Linked DNA regions of Mus musculus: region 2 is linked to region 1. A link is a contact called in public promoter capture Hi-C data. All regions are on one chromosome and are shown on one strand. Each heading gives the region's core, a stretch centred on a gene start, on an enhancer-like site or on the middle of the called end of the contact. The rest is flanking DNA. Distances are from core to core; before and after follow the strand shown.

Region 1 (4,704 bases), core at 925-3,424:
TTAAACAACAGAGCTTTTTAACCCCTTTGATCCTTAAACCCCAAATAATAATTTTTTTTTCATGCAGGGAGGAAATTGGGTTTATTCAAGACCATCCCTGAAGAAGACAAGGGAGGCTCTTTAAGATGCACCTTCCCAAATGCCAGTTAATACCCGGCAGTGTGTTACCCTCATTCAAACGGCATTCCATTGGGAGTGAAGAACATTCTCTAATATATTTCTTCAGACCCTCTAATGCCCCAAAGTTAATTTACAAGAGTTCATGGGCAGAACATTTTACTGACTGGCTTGATACAGCCCTCCCTCCTACGAACCCGAGAACGTAAGCTGATGGCTGAAAGCATCTTTAAATGTTAAGAGATACTACAAATGTTAGTGCCATGGTTACAGCAGACCTTATGTTCATGCACTTATGCAGGATTCTTGTCGAAAACATATTGTGCTTGAATCTCAGACTATCTGTCATTCTTCTAACCTGCATCACAAAATGTCAACATCATTAGATTCTTAAGTGAGGAAGGGGCCTTTTCTAGACTGGAGATAACCAAGTATCATGGTATTCTCCGAACACATACAAGATAAAAGGGGGAGGGGAGCACTATTAAAACATTGAATATCTTCCTCTTTTCTTATCTTTTGTTTTGTTTTTTGAGACAGTTTCTCTCACCCAGAAAGCACTGGCCACCAGGGTGGGCTTGAACTCAAGAGATCCCTGGCTCTGCCTTCTAGAGTGCTGGGATTAAGGCGCCTGGCAACGCGCCCAGCTAGAATAAATGAAAATTTAATAATCACCTGCACCAAGTGAAAAGAATACTGATAGGCAGTCACTGTTTTATTTCAACTTTTTTGAATGCATAACATTAAATAGTCACATCCGTAAGAAATCAATTTGTAGCCATTCTGCTACTTACAGAGAGTAGAGAGATATATTGTTCTGTGTGCATGACTATGAAATAAGCCAAAATCTTTTCCCAAAAAAATCGTGGACAACTTTTCCTTCAAATAATTTTAGCATAAAGAACAAAATACCGTGGCCCTTAGTATTTTCTTAAAGTTTATGAGTGTGAGAATGTTACGAACGGTAAAACCATTACAAGTTATCCGATTAGTGAATACTGCATAAGGGAAATTTACCACTTCAAGTACACTGCCTAAGAAGCGAGCGCTGGATTTTAAACACATGTACACAGTAGTGATAATTCTGCACCGATTTATACTTTTTGAAACGTCTGAGCCAGCGTGACCTTCTTGGAGAAGGAAAATTCAGGCTGTTGCCAAAAGGAGAGATTGACGTGATCTTTAAGATCGTGAATATGGGCTCGGTTAGAAAAACCAAAACGATGGTAAATGTCTAAGATCACCCCGGAGAACAAAAACAGCCCCGATTCCATGTTGTCATCCGCTCGCTCCCTCAGCAGCGCTAGCAGCCTGACATTAAGACCTAGAGGTCCGGGCGTTGGCGTTGCTGGCGTTCTCCACGATTCTCCCAGTGCAAAAAAAAAAAAAAAAAAAAGAAACGTTATAGGCATTTGCCATGAGGACTGTCGCCGGCCCACCTGCGGCCATCTTAAGTTCGGGGGAAACCAAAGGCCCGGGGCACCCAACTCGAAGGCCGGGCATCAACCACAGTCCCGGAGGCTCGAGAGAGGAAGGCACCCCTAAGTCCTCTGCAGGAACCCCGCGTGGAGCTCAATTAACAAAACCTCACCGCGGAGAGGCCCCGCGGCCGGCCGGGTGCCCTCATCAAACATGGCCGCCTAGGGAAGCGCGCCGTCACGTGACGCCCGCGCTCGCCCCGTGCCTCCCTCGGCGCCCGAGGTCTGGATGGCGGCGCGCCCCTCCCCCCGCCGGGCTCCAGCACTCACTCTGGGGGGTAGAGCCGTAGCTCCTCGATTTCTCCTAGGAAGGAAAAGAGCGTCCTCATCTGCTCGCTGGTCACCGCCGACGAGAGGTTCGTCACCTGAATCACCGTCGTAGGGAAGAGGCCGAAGCCTAAGCCCAAGCCGAAGCCGCCGCCGCTGTTCATCCCGGCCTCGCTGCTGCTGCCTTCCCGCTCCCCAACGTCCACGACGCGTCAGCGACGGAGCCTGGGAAGCAGAGGCGCGCGGCCGCGAGCGCGCTCCCGAGAGCTAATCCTCCGCGCCCGGGCACGTCTAGCCGCCCATCGCGCAACTCTCCTGCTCCGGGGGCTGCGCGCGCCGGCCGGAAGCGTCGCCCTGGCAACGCGGCGGCTCCCCGCGGGTCCTGGCGGCCGCAGCCCTGGGGTCAGGTCGCCGGGACTGTTGCTAGGCGTCACTAGGTCTTCAGAGAGGTTTACCTGCTGCTGCAGTGAGGGTTGCGGAGGTTGTGCCTACAAACTCCATCACTTCTCGATGCTTCTGTCAGTTAAGCAGCTCGGCTCTTTCTCCACATCAGGCGGAGGAACCCAGAGGCCTGGGCTGCAGTGGTAAAGGGACAATGACATCTGGACATTATACATTAATACCTGACCAAACAATAGCTTCATTATTAAATACAGGCTGCAACCCCGCTTAACCTATTTTCAAAATTGGCAGGCACCCTGATTATGAGAATTCTTGGAAATTTTCACACCAATTATGGAGGTTAGGGTAAATGAGTGAATGAAAGGCTTTGCTGTCAATTTATAACATGCAATTTATTTACTAGCGGGCCCTAATATCTATACTTTTAGACAAAGGCAGGTAAAAGACACAAACTGTCTACATGCAACTTGCACCTTAATACTGCGCAATCATTTTCAACCAGAGCAGCTATATCCAAAGTTCATGGTTCAAGTCCATTCCTGTGGGCCCACAATATAAAAACTTATTGGGGTCCTGGAGTTGCTCTACAAAGCACACAAACATCAAACTCAGTTAAACAGGGATGGTTTATATAACTCACACCACAAGCCTGATGGACCAGGGCAACAGCTCAAAAAGCTGAGCGCTGGATATTTCTTAATGGCCATCTTCTAAAGGTTAAAACCGCTCAAACCACAGTGGGCTCCAATGCAGGTGCTGGAAGGGCTGCCTGGTAGTCAGCCCTCACTCAAGCCATTTTAGACGTGACAGTTTATATTGACCTTTAATTTGATGGGTCCTACATGAAGCCTACAGTTGTGGAATTTCTTAAGATTAACAAACCTCATAACACACAGAACAGAACAGGGTATGTGATCAGCATGACTCTGTTCTGAGTCAAGTTATTTTTCTGTGTCAATGACTGGCAGGCACACTACAGCAACATATGAAGTAGCTAGCAGACATGGAACGAAATGGCTACAGCTATGCTGGGGGAGGGAGACCCCAACACATGTACTAATTATTAAGACTTTGTTGCCACAGGGCGGTGGTGGTGCAAGCCTTTGATCCCAGCACTTGGGAGGCAGAGGCAGGTGGATTTCTGAGTTCGAGGCCAGCCTGGTCTACAGAGTGAGTTTCAGGACAGCCAGGGCTACACAGAGAAACCCTGTCTCAAAAAAACAAAAGAAGAAAAACAAAAACAAAAAGACTTTGTTGCTCTTTTCACCTTTGTTCTGATGGTCTTAAAGCAACAGTAGAAATGAGGGTGTAGTTACATTGGTAAATGTTTGCCTTGCTTACTTGAAAGCCCAGTGTTGAGACATTAGACCCGAAACTGGCATAAACCTGTAATCTCAGCACTGGGGAGATCAATGGATGGACAGATGGATGATGGATGGATGGGTGAATATAATGGTAGGTTAAAGGGCTGGCACCTGATTGGGAAGCAAGGCAACGTTTGTAAACTCTGAGTTTCTGTTGTTTATATTCTTAATCTCTACCCACTCACACTACACTAAATGTAACTTTAAACTAACTCCCTTGTAAAGGAGTACAACATTAAACGTACAATGTATCTTTCTCATATTTTGTGCTTTGTGAGACAGATTCTCACTATGTAGCCTTTATTGACCTAGGAGTTACTATGTGTATCAGACTGGCCTTGAATTCATAGAGATCCACTTTTCTCCCAAGTCCCGAGGAATTAAAAGTGTATGTATTATTAAATGTATTATTTATTTGTTTGTTTGCTCATTTGGTTTTTCTTTTTTTTAAACAGGGTTTCAGGCTGGAGAGAGGGCTCAGCGGTTAAGAGCACTGACAGTTCTTCCAGAGGTCCTGAATTCAATTCCCAGCAATCACATGGTGGCTCACAGCCATCGGTAATGGGATCTGATGCCTTCTTCTGGTGTGCCTGAAGACAGCTACAGTGTACTCCTATATAAAGTAAATAAATAATTAAAAAAAATAACGAAACAGGGTTTCTCTGTGTAGCCCTGGCTGTCCTGGAACTCACTATGTAGACCAGGCTGGCCTCAAACTCAGAAATCCGCCTGCCTCTGCCTCCCAAGTGCTGGGATTAAAGGAGTGCACCACCACCTCCTGGATCTATAATGCATTTTTAAAATATTATCAGTGCAAAATAAAGAAAGGCAAGAACTTCTGTTCAGGTAATTGTCTCCAGGGGAAAAATTATATATATATATCAACATCCAGATTATGTCTACTCTGGCTGCAGTGTAGAGATACAGTGAAAGGTTGATGGAGATTAGAGGCAACGAGCCTGGGTAGGTACTCAGTGCAGTAATCAGCTTGAGCTAAATAACATACAAAACAAAGGTAAGTGGAAAGCAATAAATCATCCCAAATTTGAACAAACCTGAATAAAGTTATGCACTCG
Region 2 (4,704 bases), core at 1,193-3,692, 1.0 Mb after region 1:
CTGGCCAAGTTTCTACATTATTACTGCTATCTTTAAAATGACATTTGTGAAAGCAGGCTTAGTTAATCTAGGTACCATGTAACTAACAATTAAAACTTAGATCATAACATTAAAAAATTACCGACAAGTACCTGGACTTTGTGTGATTTCTTTTTTCTTTCATTCTTTTTTAAAATGTGAGTTCTGTAACATGTGTCTTTAATCCCAGTGCTCTATGGTGAGCCAAGGAGACAAGAGGTTCTCCAGAAGCTCACAAGCCAGCGAGGCTGGCACAGGCAGCATCACACAACAAAAAGACGCTGCCTTTAATTAAGCTGAGAGAAGATAAGGGCCATCAACTAAAGTTATTCTCTGAACCTTCGAATGTGTGCAGTGGGACCAGCATGGAACAAGACACAGACACAAACAGACATAGACACACATACACACACACACACACACACACACACACACACAAAGTTTTAAAAATACTTGTTGTATGAATGAGCTCCTGTTCAGAAGTGCTTTTACTCTGTGGATATATCAAATCATTTCCTACAGTAAACAACTGTTTCCAGCACAGCTAAGGACTCATATGAAACCCTGTTTTAGTTCTTAAAAAAGAAGTCATTAGAGTCAAACAACTAAATGTGCCCATGAGGAATAACAGTTTAACTCCACCCTCACCTATGCTTAATACCTCTCAGAAGCTAAAGAAACAGCATTAAGTCATGTGCCTAGCTATTCTTTCGTAGTGTACGAACTCTACGTAAAGCAATGTTCTAGGCCAGTGGTTCTCAACCTTCCTAATCCTGTGACCCTGTAATACAGTTCCTCATGTTGTATTTACCCTCAACCGTAAAACTATTTCCAGCTATTTTATAACTGTAATCTTGCTGTTATGAATCCTAATATAAATATCTAATATGCGGGGTATCTGATATTCGACCCCTGTAAATGGGTTATTCAACCCAAGGGGTCATGAGCCACAGGTTGAGAACCACTGCTCTAGATGCTCATCTTCAACTCTATAGTGTTTGCATTCTATATAGGAAAGAAACCAAGGTAAGATACTGTTAAATACTGGGTAATTGCTGAGACCCAGGGCATCACTGAGATCTGCTATTTGATAGGCTTCTTTGTTACATTTGAACAGGTAAAATAGCAAACTAGAGAAATGAAGCGTGAAGGTTCTGCATTGTGGAATGGTCAGTCTATTTCATCTCTACACGCATTTATTCATTAAAATTAATATTGTCCTCTAGAAATATATAGCTCAGCATGAAATCTATCAGGGAATCTACTCCCATTCCTATGAAATAACATTCCTCACTCCTCCCCTGCTTCTAACTGACAATTATCTCAAAAGATATCTCCTCCAAGATGTTTTCCCCATCATTTCCTGTTTTCCCTCCATCACTGTCATGGCAATATAATCTCTTCTTCAATACCTCCCAAGCAAAGGCAGGTGTGTTCATGCACGTCTGTAATCCTGAGATAGGGAATTAGTATATATATACGTGTGTGTGTGTGTGTGTGTGTGTGTGTGTGTGTGTGTGTCTATAATACAGACACACATATAAAGGTAGAATACCAACCTTTGTATCATCAGCACCTAGTAGAGTGCGTGGTGCCAAAGAGGCCTTCAATAATGACTGTAGAGAATGCACGATCTCCAAGTTAAACAACAAGCAAAAGTGTACAATCTTGAGATAAGTCTTAAAAACAATAGACACTAGAAGGCGCTCACGTGAGTTGGATCAAGGAAGTTAAGGGGTCAGAAGACTAGCGAATAGGGAGGTTGCCCAAGAACTCTTTCAAAAATATGCTGAGACACGTCACCGTAAAGAATATAAATGCAACACTGGCCATATGCAGGGTGTGGAGAAGAGTCCTTTGGTCTTTCCACCTCTAAAATCCCCGATAGCTGCCCCTCCCTGCCCGCCCCCAGTCACCGTGTCCAGGAGGTAAGGCTCTCACCTTCCCATTAGTGGGCGGCTCCTGGATGTAGATGTTACTCATCTTGCTCAGTGCTCAGGACTCCGCTCCTTAGTGTGGCCGCAAGCGAATGGCGGGTCTCCGGCGAGGCCCACCTGTTAGCACACAATTCTTTAACCTGAGTATTTGGGGGAAAACTTCACTCGGTCAGAGTCGGACAAGACAGCCGTACTAATCACTAGTTACTCCCCAAACTAGCCCATCATGGACGCCGCCATGTTGCTCCCGGACCGGAGCACCGCTAACCCCGGGAGGGGGGACTTCCCTGTCCTTCAGGAAACTAGAAAAGACTATAGGACCTCTACAACTTTAGAGAATTTGTAGCGAGGTTTATAATACGAGCTAAAGGGCCAATCCGTAAATCCCGGGGCTGCGTCCAGGTCAGGCGATTGCAGATAGCACTCACCTCCCGAAGCGGGCCGAAATGGTTCCGACCGCGTGTGCTCCGCGGTAGGACACCCCTGGAAACTGCATCCACAGCCACTTAGTTCCGCCAACCCTAGATGTGCATCGGGCCTTCCCCTGCCCGGTGAAGTTGTAGTGGCCGGGTGGGAGAGATCCCTTTGGGAATGCGCTGTCCTCGCAACGGACCTGAACCTAACGTGATCTCGAAAGCCCAGGACTCCGACGATCCCACTCACCTTGCATCATGGCAGTCCCAGGTGAAGGTCAACCGCAGGGCTCTCTCACTCCAGAGGAATGAGACGAGCAGGGAAGCCCAGAGCACGGGGGTGGGTGGCAGCGAGCACTTGGGGAATCAGGCGAAGGCCTAAAAATTTAGATTTGGTCGGCTTACATGAAAAAGCTTATACTACAAGTTCAAAGCGGGGTGAGAAAGATAGGGAAAGATCATCTCTGTCATTCTTGGACAAGCCCAAACTGCACAGGATTAGAGGGAAAGTGTATTGTAAGAGGGACAAGGGACTTGGTGACAATGAGAACTGTAGGCCTAAGGGGACAACTTGCCCAGAAGACTGTAACTTTCACACGATTTCAAAATAAAATTCGAAATGTGAGCATTTTGCCGAATCCAGGTGGCTATACACATTATACTGAAAGTCGCCAAGAAGAGCACCTGAGGCTTGTTCTAGCACTTCCAGCCTGTAATTTCTATGTGGCTGCAGGCCCGCTGCTGTGCCCTTCCGGGCCTCAGTTTCCCTATCAGTTTCAAGACAGTGCTTTCTCGAATTAGATCTAAGATTCTTTGTAGGTTCCACTTTTGTGTTCAGAGGTTTCTAACCTAGAAACGGCAAACTGAGCTCCGGGGATGTTTTTGTTGCTCCAGTTTACTGGGGAGCCGCTAAGAACTTCCCCAAGCCGACTTTGTCAGAATGTGTTTCTGTAAAACCCTATTATCAAGCAGGTGTTTTTAAGAGATATACCCGCCTCGCATCTCGGAGATTCACAGTGCATAGTACTGTAGGAAAGACCCTCAAACTATTTGTGAAGCCCCAACTTTGCTTAACACTGCCCCTTCCCGCTACTGTTTGACCCCTGTCTTTGTTCCGTGGCAGCCTTTTCTGAACTTTATTCTAGAGATTACTGTTGCGGGGTGGGGCTGCTTCCTAACTTCTGCAGAGGAGCACTCCAGGAGCTGTGAAAAGAGAGGTGACTACATTTATTGAGTGTGTGGCAGTCAGCATGGTAGAAACCCTTGCTCTCCTAGAATTCGGGGGGGGGGGGATTTACAGAAAGTAGAACTAACGCTGGGGCGAGCAAAAACAGGACACCTAACAGGATCCAGAGTGTACAAAAGGATGTTCCAGATGAAAGCTAAAGAAAGGTGAGAGTGCAGGGGACCTGCAGGGAGAGGGAGCAGATACAGAAAGGAAGAGGAACTAAAAGAGGGAATGAAAGAGCCCTGCCGTGGCTAACGATCAGCTAACCTGAGAGAAAAGAGAAATTAACTAAAGCGATAATTCAAAGTATCTAACTTTTACTATGTAACCCATGTATCTGATACTATGTCAAACATTGTATATTTTTTTCCTCCCTTTAATAACCACTGCTATGAGATAGCTGTTGTTAGTCTCACTTCACAGACGGAGAAATCAAGTAACTTGCCTATTACAAAAGCTAATGGAGATTATCCAAGCTCTTGGCCACCATGAATGCAAATGCATTCTCCAACATATCCATGGCACAATAGATTCCCTGCGACTGAAGGACCTTACAAGCAAAAACAAAGTGTTAGGATGTTAATAGACAGTAGGAAAACACTTAACAGCTTTAAGAAAAATTACATTTTAGGATACTGTGACCTAGAGGAGAGTTAGTTAATGTAGAGGCGTTGTTGGTACTTAAGGGTGATTCTGGTCAGTTATGTTACCATTGAGGATGTAGACTCATTAAGAGAGAAGCAGCTAATTTGGAGGGGGGGGTGGTGGTGGTGGTAGAATCACTAAGAATTAATTGCTTTGGTGTGGGTAGGAAATGAGATTAACCTGGTTTTTGACATTAGCTCATTTGAGGAGGCCTCATAACTGGGAAGACATCCCTCAAGATCAGAGTTGAGAGATGGTGGTAAGGTCAGTCTGGAACTTGTGTTGAGGTCTATCTGGCCCGGGATGGAAATGGCCCATAGATAGCATGGGAATAAACAGAATACTGGACAAGAAGTCAGAGTCAAAACCAACACTTATTATAGGACTAAAAGGATAAAGTGTGAGGGACTGTGCAGACACAGTGGGTAATGTGTGAAGGGAAGACCTGACTGGAGTCTAGGAA

The links. Capture Hi-C pulls out chosen DNA fragments and counts their contacts.
Region 2: a promoter capture Hi-C map of adipose tissue shows a contact between it and region 1, with 2.4 times the contacts expected there. The contact joins the promoter of Srek1ip1 here to the promoter of Srek1 in region 1. A contact is called at or near these places in 3 of 39 promoter capture datasets (erythroid cells, liver and pre-B cells), 4 of 484 Hi-C or Micro-C datasets (CD4 T cells, embryonic stem cells, pre-pro-B cells and 1 more), 1 of 115 datasets of contacts at active chromatin or transcription factors (large pre-B cells) and 2 of 9 other capture datasets (adipose tissue and liver).

What each region holds. Positions count from the first base shown.
Region 1 is chr13:103,772,434-103,777,137 of GRCm38.p6, forward strand. Srek1 (splicing regulatory glutamine/lysine-rich protein 1) reads right to left here and starts at 2,175. Exons shown (of 12, transcript NM_001361085.1): 1 at 1,866-2,175. The coding sequence starts at 2,026. Gm52054 (a long non-coding RNA gene) reads left to right here and starts at 2,184. Exons shown (of 4, transcript XR_003950659.1): 1 at 2,184-2,603; 2 at 4,084-4,474.
Region 2 is chr13:104,814,728-104,819,431 of GRCm38.p6, forward strand. Srek1ip1 (splicing regulatory glutamine/lysine-rich protein 1interacting protein 1) reads left to right here and starts at 2,443. Exons shown (of 5, transcript NM_026075.3): 1 at 2,443-2,639. The coding sequence starts at 2,627. Cwc27 (CWC27 spliceosome-associated protein) reads right to left here and starts at 2,226. Exons shown (of 14, transcript NM_026072.1): 1 at 1,960-2,226. The coding sequence starts at 2,001.